Regions from separate parts of the Mus musculus genome. Here region 1 is linked to region 2. A link is a contact called in public promoter capture Hi-C data. All regions are on one chromosome and are shown on one strand. The core of a region is the stretch at or near the end of the contact, and the rest is flanking DNA. Distances in the headings are between cores, read along the strand shown.

Region 1 (5,360 bases), core at 1,226-3,725, 240 kb after region 2:
AATGATTGTTGTTAATAGTGTGTGTGTAGTAGGTGCACATGCATGCAGGTGTCCACAGAGGCCAGAGGAGCTTGTGAAATTATAGACTGTTGTGAGCCACCTAATGTAGGTACTCACAATTGAACTCAAGTCCTCTGCAAGAGCCATATGTGTGTTTGAACATGGAGCCTATCTCTACCAAGCCCCTCTGTTCATACTTAAATATGACCTTCAAGAAGCCAACTTCTCTTTATATGCCCCAGTACAGGGGAACGCCAGGGCCAAAAAGGGGGAGTGGGTGGGTAGGGGATTGGGGGGGTGGGTATGGGGGACCTTTGGGATAGCATTGAAAATGTAAACGAGGAAAATACCTAATAAAAAAAATTAAAAAAAAAAAAAGCCAACTTCTAGGCCAGGCAGTGGTGGTGTATGCCTTTAATCCCAGCACTTGGGAGGCTGAGGCAGACCGATTTCTGAGTTCGAGGCCAGCCTGGTCTACAAAGTTGAGTTCCAGGACAGCCAGGGCTATACAGAGAATCCCTATTTCGAAAAACTAAAAAAAAAAAGGAAGAAGCCAACTTTTTCAGCCCTTCATGAGGCATTCCTGGTGAACTATAATTAATGACTTGGTGTAAGTTAAAACATTCTGTAGTTCCTCTTCTCTGCCATTTATTACAGTGGCAATTACAGGAGTAATTGCCCTATTTATTGCTTAATGTTTTACTGCTGGCCAGAGGAATGTAATCCTTGAGGTGGTTCTTTTGTTTACTAAGACCTCAACAAATGTTTGTTCAGTGGTTAAGTTTAGAAATGATCCAGCAAAACTTTGAATTCTGAAAAGTACATGCATAATTTCCTTAAACAGGATTTGGGGCAGGCATTCAGAAACAATAGCTAACATCTGTAAAGCACTTAATTGCTACATAAGTAACAAGTACTTGCTAAACACAAGGGTCTCTGTGTGGTCACATAGCCTAAAGGGTAGGTTCCCTCCAAGGCTCCAATTGACTAGTGAGACAACTGAACTGTCAGAGAGGGAGTTGTGCTAGTAATAAATGGAGGTGCTCACGAACTGGGGTAGCTGTTTCCACGTCCTGCCACTAATGCTGCTTTGTATTAGTCACTTGTATCTGCCTTCGAAGCAGAAAAGGGATATCAAAGTAGTTAAATATATATATATATTTGAAGGAAGATAGGAGAAATTGGCCAATTTAAGCCAGATTAGATTATATTAAAGGCAGGTTTTTGGGAAACCGCTCTCGGTCGGCGAGTTCACTGGCCCCAAGGATCAAGGCCAAGGAAGTTGCCACCAGGGAGAGGGGAGCAGCTAGTGGAGGAAGATATATAGTAAGAGAGAAGGGGGGGGAGTGGGAATGGGCAAGGAGAGAGAGAGAGAGAGAGAGAGAGAGAGAGAGAGAGAGATCTGGACTGGGAAGTTCAAAGTTGGAGGCAGGGTATGGACTGAGGGATGCTGGGAGAACCTGGAGGCCAGGTCTGCTTTGGTGTGGAAAATATGCACCTCAGTCCCTTGTCCCCAAGTCCGAAACCAAACACTAGAAACTTGTGCAAATGTTTTTTCTTCCATTTTGATTTCGTATGCATCCATAAACCTTACATAGTTATTAATTTATTTTCTTACTGGCCTATACACAAGTTGATTCTACTCCATTTAGACTTTCTTTACTCTATCACTCAAGGAAACAACAGAAATATTTTCTTTACATGATATTCATACAAGTTAAGTACAGCCAGCCAAGATGGTACACGCTGGATGGTACAGGTAGGAGGATTGTCTTCACAGAATTAAAAATAAATAAGTTTTTTCAATAGCATAGCATAGTGGCTGAAGGTTTTACAATGTGATCCAGTTAGTAAATGCACATTATAGCCAAAAGCCAGCATTCTGCCACTTCGCTTACCCTTCAGATAAGGGGCCTATGTGGTACTGCGGGGTGGGAGGCGGGCGAGGAGGAACACTGTTGTACCTCTAGCCGGTCTTTTTCTTTTGTTTGTTTGGGGTTTTTGGTAAGTTGGTTGGTTGGTTTTTGTTTGTTTGTTTGTTTGTTTGTTATTCAGGGTCTCTGTACAAATCCTGACAGTCCGCGGAACTCACCTTGTAGACTAAGCTGTCCATCTCATACAGGCAGGCAGGCCTCTGCTTTCGGATTGCTGGGATTAAATGCGTGGTTTGCCACGCCCCTCTGAATCCCATCTTTTTCACAGGGTCAAATTAAATAAAAACCAAAGGCTTCGGGTCAAGCCCCGTAAAGCTTGTTTATTTGTGGAGCAGATTGCTTGCAGAAGTCAGAGGGTGACAGCAACTCGATACCTAGCATTTACTCTTACAGCGTTGATGTGCTCACTATGCTCACTCTCGCCATGCTTTGAGCCCACAGTTTACCTTTCCGCAAATTAACAAGCCTCGGAAGACTACAATTCCCAGGAAGCCTCACTGCAGGCGACGTCAACGTGCCGTAGCGGTTAGTCATCCTTCCTGATACTTCCTTCCACTTCCTGGAGTCGGAACCCGAGGCTTCGCGGGGGCGCGCACTTACGGACTTACCTAGCCGACCAGGCACCGGGGCGCGCGACCCCTGACGAGGAGTGTCGTCGTCACGTGACACAGGGGCGTACTTTTCTTGCCAAGCGCGCTCCGGTGCGCGTCCCCAGGGGGTGGCTGTCGGGCGTACGGGCTGGCTGGGTCCTCAGACCGGGGCCCGGATTAGCCGGTGGTTGCCGGGGCCACGAGGCCAAAGAACCAGGAGGGCGGGGTCGGCTGTGGCACCGCGGCGACGACACACCGAGCGAGCGCCTGGGCCTGAAGGGGACGATGCTGTGGTTCCAGGGCGCCATCCCGGCGGCCATCGCGTCTGCTAAGAGGAGCGGCGCGGTCTTCGTGGTGTTCGTGGCAGGTGACTGGGGAGAGGGCCCGAGAACGGTGGCGCTTTGATCTTGTTCTGGATTCTCGTTAGCGTCGAGTGAGCTAGGCAGGAGGAGCTAAGGTGGGCCGGGCTCAGACAGCCTAAGACCCTGTCGCCCAGTCCACTCGGTCTCTTCGGGGCCGCTCGTCTCCTGTCCGGGCCAGTACAGCTTTTTTTTTTTTTTTTTTTTTTTTTTATAAGGCTCCAGGCTTGCTCCGCTGCGGGGCCGACCCAGACGCCAAGCCTCTCCAGGCCGCGGGCGGGCCCAGTGCCACTTGGTGCTTCTGGGGTCTGTTGGGGACTCCGGCGTGACCTGTCTGCATCTGTGTGGGAAGCGCGTCCAGGCCCTGTCCCCAATCACTGAACCCTGCGAGGAGTCGCGCCCTGCAGGCCTTGGCAATCGGGTTGTCGCAGGCAGACCCCCCCCCCCAAGACCCCCAGCCCTGGTGTTCCCCTTCTTGGTCCTCTGGGATCTCCTCTTCTGGCAGCTTGGACCTTTTAATTCTTGGTGTGCGGGTGTGGTTGGGACAGGCCACTAGGCAGACAACTGGGTCTAGAAAGTTGTGAGCTGTCAAGAAAGCTGTGTCATCGGTAAGCCACAAAGAAACCACCTGATGTCTTAGAATGTTCCCGAAACATAAACTTGAGCTCACAGATGGTACTCTTTTATCATAGTACTCAGAGGGAACTGAGGTGCAATAATTACTTTATTACAAGTTGACCTTTTTTTTTTTTAACTTTTAACATAGTTTTTAAAGTACATACTCAGTCCTGATTCTTCCTCTCTTCTAACCTAAAATGTAGTTTTCCAGACATGTGCCAACTCATTTACCCCATATTGCTCTAAATCAGTTGGTTCCATAGCCTCCTGTTTTATTGCTGAAGTCTTGTATATCCGCAGTCAACCATCTGCTTCTATAGTTTTGTACATTCTTGATACATGGACCAGTTTGTGTGACAACTATTAATCTGAAGTGACAACTATTAATTTCTTCAGTCACTTGTGTTCAGTAACAGTTACTCATAATTGACCCATGGCTTTTAAGAGTTCTGTAACTTTGTTCATCTCTGTGGGAAAAAAAAAAAAACTGACATGTGAATTTGAGCATTTTAAATTTTAAATGTCTGTTTTGTTATGCTAACTTTTCAACTTGATGCTTGCTGTTAATTAGAAAAGCATAAATTACTTAGGCTATATTGAATTATACTTTAAATTAAATTAATAAATTAATCTTGTAATCCAGTAAGAATAGTAGTCACATGAAAATGGAAAGAACACGACATTGAACTCAGGTTAGAAATTGAACTCAGGTCATCTGAAAGAGCAGCTGCTCTTAACCACTGAGCTATCTCTCTAGCCGCAGTTTACAACATTTTAAACTGTGTTCCACACAAAATTTCAATAGTTCTGGGGGGAAAGGTAGTTTTATTGTCTTGTTTTTGTAGTTGAACCACTTAGGTCCAAAGTTGTAAGTAACTTGGGCCAGTCTCACAAAAACTGTTTGCTTGGTTTTTCTATTCTAGGATTTTTGGGTTTCTTGTGTGGTATTTTATTTGGTTTGGTTTGGTTTGGTTTTTTTTTTTTTGAGACAGGATTTCATATAGCCCAGGCTGACCTTGAAATCCTGATTCTCTGCTCCCAAGTGTTGTGATTACAGACGTGTGCAACACAACAGGTTAACATTTTTACATTTTAACAGTCAGTGTTGGGGCTGAGTGTACAGAGTCTGACTATAACCTTGACTGGCTTTGAACTCACAGAGATCAGTCTACCTCTTCCTCTACCTCCCAAATACTGGGATCAAAGGTGTGTAGGCCCTTACTTTGTAGTGTAATGCTGGCCCCAAACTCACAGTTATCTTTCTGCTTCAGACTCCCAACTGCTTGAATTATAGGTGGGTGCTACCATATCTGATATTTTTTTGGGTTTTTTGTTTGTTTTGTTTTTAAGATTTATTTGTTTATGTGTGTGAGTACACTGTAGCTGTACAGATGATTGTGAGCCTTCATATGGTTGTTGGGAAATGAATTTTTTAGGACCTCTACTCTAGTCAGCCCTGCTCAGTCAGTCTCTGCTTGCTCCAGCCCAAAGATTTATTTATTATTATACATAAGTACACTGTAGCTGACTTCAGATGCACCGGAAGAGGGGGTCAGATCTCATTACAGGTGGTTGTGAGCCACCACATAGTTGCTGGGATTTGAACTTGGACCTTTGGAAAAGCAATCATTGCACTTACCCGATGAGCCATCTCGCCAGCCCCGGGTTTGGTGGTTTTTTTTTGTTTGTTTGTTTGTTTTGGTTTGGTTTGGTTTGGTTTTTTTTGGGGGGAGGGGGGGGCGGGTTCGAGACAGGGTTTCTCTGTATAGCCCTGGCTTTCCTGGAACTCACTCTGTAGACCAGGCTAGCCTCCAACTCAGAAATCTGCCTGCCTCTGCCTCCGCCTCCCGAGTGCTGGG
Region 2 (5,525 bases), core at 1,295-3,794:
TACATTGTGTGGCTCACAACTGCCTGCAATTTCAGGCTATCTGATGCCCTATTATGGTCCCCACAGGCACCTAAATGCATGCACACACACACACACACACACACACACACACACACACACACACACACACAAATAAAGATAATGTTTTAATAATCAACAACAATTGGTTACTGAGAAATTTTGGATAAAGATGGCATGCTGAACTCACTCAACCCTTATTCCCTCTTAGTCTAAGAGCAAAGAACACAAAAGGCAAGAGCAAGCTCTACTGAAGCTAAGAAGTACATGGTGCCTGATAAGTGACTCTCCCAGCTCACAGTGTGGAATGCACAGGAATATCTGGTTTCCGCTGCAGTCAGGTACAAGGTCCAGGAGGGATAGGGCAAGGGGAGCTAGAACAGAGAAGCCAAGAGAAGGCAGAAGTAGAGGGTTGTGTCAAGCCTGTGCCTCATCCTGTCTACAGGTTCTATGCCACACATACAGACTCCCCACACGCTGGTAGCAAACTGGAGACACAGTTGTCAGATGGGGTGAAGCAGAGCTTGTTTGGGTAAGTGGGATCCTCGACTGAGAGCAAGCAGTATGGTGTGATGGTGAGCTTAAAGAGACACACTGGGCATGCAATCCCCAGTACAACAGTGATGCATGCAGGGCCTAAAGACAGGGGTTAGGTTATGAGGGTTCTACACTCATAAATGAATGATGCTACTTATGCAAAGGCTGGAGACCACAAGCCATCTTTTATTCTCTCTACTCCATTGCTCTTTGCCTTCTGCTGTGGGGTAAAGCAGCATAAAGGCCTTCATCAGATGCTGACACCTTGATATTGGACTGTCCAGCCTCCAGAATTGTGAGCTAAACAACCTTTCATTGTTTACAAATGTTCCAGTCTCAAGTATTCTGTTATACAAGAAGCACACACAATGGAATCAGGGAGTGGGCATAATGCATAAAATTGTGACAATTAAATTAAAGTTATAGTAATAGGTACTGAAGGACTGAGTACATAGTTCAGTGAAAAAGCACATCCTTGCCTAGTGTATACCAATTTCTAGGTTTGATATTTAGCAGGAAGGAAGGAAAGAAGGAAGAAAGAAATGCAGAGGGTGGGAATGAATGAAGATAGGAAGAAGAACGGGGGGGGGGGGAGGAAGAAAAGGATGAAAAAGGAGGGGAGAGGAAGAATAGGGGAAGCACAAGGAAAGAAAAGGGAAGGAGAGGGGAAGGAGGAAGAAAGGAGGGAGGCAGAAGGGGAAGAAGAGGACTAGGAGAGGAAGGGGAGGCAGAAGGGAAAGGAGGAGGAAAGAAGAAAAAGGAGGAGGATGATTTTGGAAGTCAATACCTCTGAAGAAAATGAAATGAGCTGCAGAGGAAAGGAAGCCTGATAAATGAGAACAAAGATGTGATGAAGCACAAGCAAGGCACGCTGGCATGCTTCCACACAGCAAGGGGCTGTGGTCACCTTGGTGTGTATGTCAAAAAGCCAGAGCCAGGAGAAAGAATTTTAAATGTTTTCACCATAAAGAAAGACAAACAAGGTACTACAAGTTTACTCTGAATTAGACATTCCATATTATAATTATATATCACATGGCATAACAAACCAACCAACAAACCAACAGTATATCCCATGGTTCACCGGCAAGTATTTTAAACATGGGTTTAGTAACAAATGTAGTGAATACTGATCAGGGAAAAATTAGCATAATTTAAAAATTTAGGAAAATTATATCACTTGAATGGAAGAATGGGAATGAGACAGTTATGTATCTGGAGGGGAACAGAGATGCACGGAGGTAAAATTTTATCCTGTTTATCGACAAACCCATTGATAGGGCTGAAAATGTAGTGTGAGCAGTAATGCAAACTAAGATGTTGAGGTTTGAATGAATTAAAACAAACCATACACCAATACTCAGCTTTTACAAACACTGGAAGTGGCTGCTACTGGGGAATAAATTAAGAGCTATTTTTGGAGTGACTGTTTTCAGCTTTAATCATATTTAACATTAAAAATTAAAAATGCCTATCTAAAATGTATATGCATTAACTACAAAGTCTCAAGCATTATTCTACAAACTGCATTTTGCATGTCTATATTTTCTGAACAATGTAACTCATCATACAGTGAGCCTGGAGGCTGGAAAGAACTTTAGCCTTGGTTGTCGGTGCCTCAGAAGTGGAAATGAAGCTCTCTCAAAACAAGCTGCTATAATTTCCAGATATGTTGTCATGGCAACTGAAGCACTTTAATAAAGTGCATGTTTGCCTAAAGAGCTATATTTACAGGAATAAGCTTTTCAGTGAGTATATGTCAAGTTGAAATGCGTAAAGTACCTTCATTACAATCCCAATCTAGACTTAGAATTGGGACAATTGCTGTAACCTGGGCTCATATACCTCATTTATCTAGTGAGCGCTTCCCACCCTCCTCTTTTCAGCTACCCTTCATCAGGACCAGAGCTCTCTCCCACTATCCCTTAAACCACTGCTTTAAAAAGGCTAATGACTAGGAGCCGGGGAGATGCCTTAGTGGTAAGAGCTCTTGCAACACAGGCATGAGGAAGTGAACACAAATCCTCAGCACCATTTCAAAGCTGGACAAGGCTGTGCATGTCTGTAACTTCATTTTTAGGGAACTTCCAGTTTGGTGAGTGACCATCTCAAGGGAATATGCTGAAAAACAATAGGGAAAAACACTCAATTTCTTTCATTAGCCTCTGAACCCATATACATGGGCATGAACACTTTCACATACAGATGCACACACATGGATACACCACACACACATACAAGTAAATGGTCAAAATGCTGAGAATAACTGCCTGAAAGTGTTTAGTCATAGATGGTACATATATGTCCAGCCTTCCCACTTCTAACCATGCCTGAGGCTCAGGGAACATTTCAGAGAAGGTGGGGCAGGAAGAATAAAAAGAGGCTAAGGTTGAGAAAATGCTGTGAAAATGGTGTTCTGCAGATGAGGCATGGTTCTGGCACATATGAATTCACAGCAGCTGTGGTTACCTGTGTAAGACCAAGTGAGTTACTACTCCAGTGTGGAGGAGAGAGTGACACCTGAGACCCCATGCCTAGGTAAGGATCTGCTGGCAGCTCATGGCTATTGAGAGAGAGAGAGAGAGCCACTTTTCTTTGAGACTGTGGCTATGAGTAGGTTGCCCCTGCCCTAGAGCATGAGCAGCAGTAACTGGTCTCAGTGGGCTACACTTAAAAAGAGAGGGGCATGAAGTTAAGGGGGAGATGCTCCTGGGAAGACGAAGGAGCACGCGCACACACACACACACACACACACACACACACACACACACATGCTTATGACATTTAATCATTTAATGGATACCTAAAAGTGCTTTTTGAAATGTTAATTCTTTTTTTTTTTTTTTTTTTTTTAACTGCATGGCTAGAACACAGCTTCTACCATGAATGATGCAGGTGACTGGTGGTACTAAGGAGACAATGAACTGTTGACAAGATTATAATCTGCTGGTGGCATTGCTGAAAAAAAGCCCTTGCAAATTTCTAAACAACAGTAAACTCTGTTAGGAATCTCTAAGTGTCTTACAGGCCAAAAAGGGAACAAGGTTAGTAAAATGCCCCAACAGAGTTTGAGTAAAATACTGGATTTGAGAGTTACTGGAATTGGGTATGTAAAAATAGGGTTGTAGGTAGGGATCATGCTTACAATAGGTCTCAAATTCAAACTACAATACACCACTTCACAGGCCACATGAATTTCCAGGGGCTTTTCGTCTCCCTCAGTAGGTGCTGGCAGAAGGTGTGCTCAGTCATTTTCCAATATAGATGCCCAGCCCCAGGCCAGCACATGAGAAAGGAAGAGAGATGGGATGAAGACTTTTAGGAACTCTGCAGAGAAAATGCCCCCTTTCTTCATGGCTCCACTCTTCCTCATGCTTAGAGACGCAGCACGTTTAGGGTGTCTGAAATGGAACTCTTTGGGGGGGATGTTTTCGGGTCTACTGGACCAGTCTGATACCCAGTCTGCACTTTTCTTCAAAGCCTCAACTTCCTTTTCTCCTTCTACAACTTCTTCTTCTGACTGAGAGCTGTGGTCCCTGCTGGTATGCATCTCAACATCAAACATGATCTGCCCATCTTCTTGTGGTGAAGGGCTGTCACAGTGCCAACTGCCTCTTGAGCTGCTCTGTCCCGACTCATGCTGTGCATCCAGGAGGATCTTCTCCATGTCTCCATTGTGGATGGAAGACGAGGAAGGAACGTGCTCCAGCCCCCCATTCTTCCCATTTCCATTCTCATTGCCTTTGCTGCTGTTCATGGGTAGCTCCACCCAGGAACTGTTGAGGCCAGCGGGGCGGCTGCAGGGGCTGCTCCCCTTCCTCGAAGTTGTTGTTGTGCAAGGGCAGCAGCGGTGGCTCCACTAAGTGAGACATGGTCTGGAGACTGGAAGCGGCACGGCCGCAGGACGACAGTGAAATGTTAATTCTTTTACAGAGTGTGGTGATACATGATTTTAGACACAGCACTAAGGAGGCAGAGACAGGTGGATCTCTGTGAGTTTGAGGCCAACCTGGTTTACACAGAGTTCCAGGTCAATCAAGAATAAATAGTGAGACTGCCTTGAAAACAAACAAATAAACAAACAAACAAAACTAAACTAAAAACCCAAAAAACCCCAAATTAGTCTTAAGAGAGATAAAGAGGTTCATTTTGATAAAATATAAAAAATGACAGGAGTCTGTTTACTAGATTTAGCACAGCAACTTAAACATCGTTTGAGAAGTTGATTTCTAGGAGCAAATGTATTTGGTGTATAAAATAACTCAGTGTAAACAGACTTTAGGTTGCTCAAGTTGGTGATTGCATGGATTGACATTTTGTTTTACTTTTTAAAGACATTTTATTTATAATTATGTTATATCTATGCATATGAGTGTGGGTACCCACAGAAGCCAGAGGTGTCAGAGCCTCTGTAGACAGAGTTGCCAGTGGATGGGTGCTGGGAACTTAACTCAGATCTTCTGGAAGAGCAGAACTTGCTATTAAATGAGCCATCTCTCCAGGCCTCAGGTGTACATTTAAAACGTATTCTGCATGCACACTTTCTGTCTTTCATTCTAAGTAAACATCAACACCATTGCAGTGTCATATTTTAGATGATCTGAACACGTGCTTGCTTGCTACACTATCAGGTGTGTGTGGTGGCAGGTCCCAGGGAGGGCTGGTACCTTGGTGACGCTGGCTCAGGTTTTGTGCTCGTGGCAGATGCATGTATTCACCACTGCTCTGTTTTACTGAGATGAATAACGTGTTTGTCCATTAAACTTAGGCAACTGGTGGAGGCCACAGACAATATCTTATTTAATGAAACAGGCTATTTTTAATTGTTGGTTGGGGGGGGGGGTGTCTTGCTATAGAGCATGCTGGATATGGAGCTCATGATAACACTTCTGCCCCTGACCACTGAGTGCTGGGATTAGTGGTGTGTGCTGCCACATTTATTTGGTAATGTTTTTCATTAAGTGTGTGTG

What was found. Promoter capture Hi-C pulls out the DNA fragments that hold promoters and counts their contacts.
Region 1: a promoter capture Hi-C map of the C10 cell line shows a contact between it and region 2. The contact joins the promoter of Ubxn4 here to the enhancer-like site in region 2. A contact is called at or near these places in 3 of 39 promoter capture datasets (3T3-L1-derived adipocytes, the C10 cell line and embryonic stem cells), 1 of 15 datasets of contacts at CTCF or cohesin (the NIH/3T3 cell line) and 4 of 115 datasets of contacts at active chromatin or transcription factors (the 230-238 cell line, embryonic stem cells, memory CD8 T cells and 1 more).

Annotation. Positions count from the first base shown.
Region 1 is chr1:128,241,662-128,247,021 of GRCm38.p6, forward strand. Ubxn4 (UBX domain protein 4) reads left to right here and starts at 2,476. Exons shown (of 13, transcript NM_026390.3): 1 at 2,476-2,891. The coding sequence starts at 2,810. It overlaps Gm41949 (a long non-coding RNA gene), which reads left to right and starts at 2,898. Exons shown (of 2, transcript XR_878509.3): 1 at 2,898-2,981; 2 at 3,102-5,360.
Region 2 is chr1:128,002,012-128,007,536 of GRCm38.p6, forward strand. The region is part of intron 8 of Zranb3 (zinc finger, RAN-binding domain containing 3); the gene reads right to left. It also overlaps the pseudogene Gm8283. Among named protein-coding and RNA genes, the nearest start is that of Gm28800, 44 kb to the left of the region's middle. Within about 2 kb of position 2,545, at least 30 of the 459 cell types and tissues checked have an H3K27ac peak or open chromatin away from gene starts, as enhancers often do.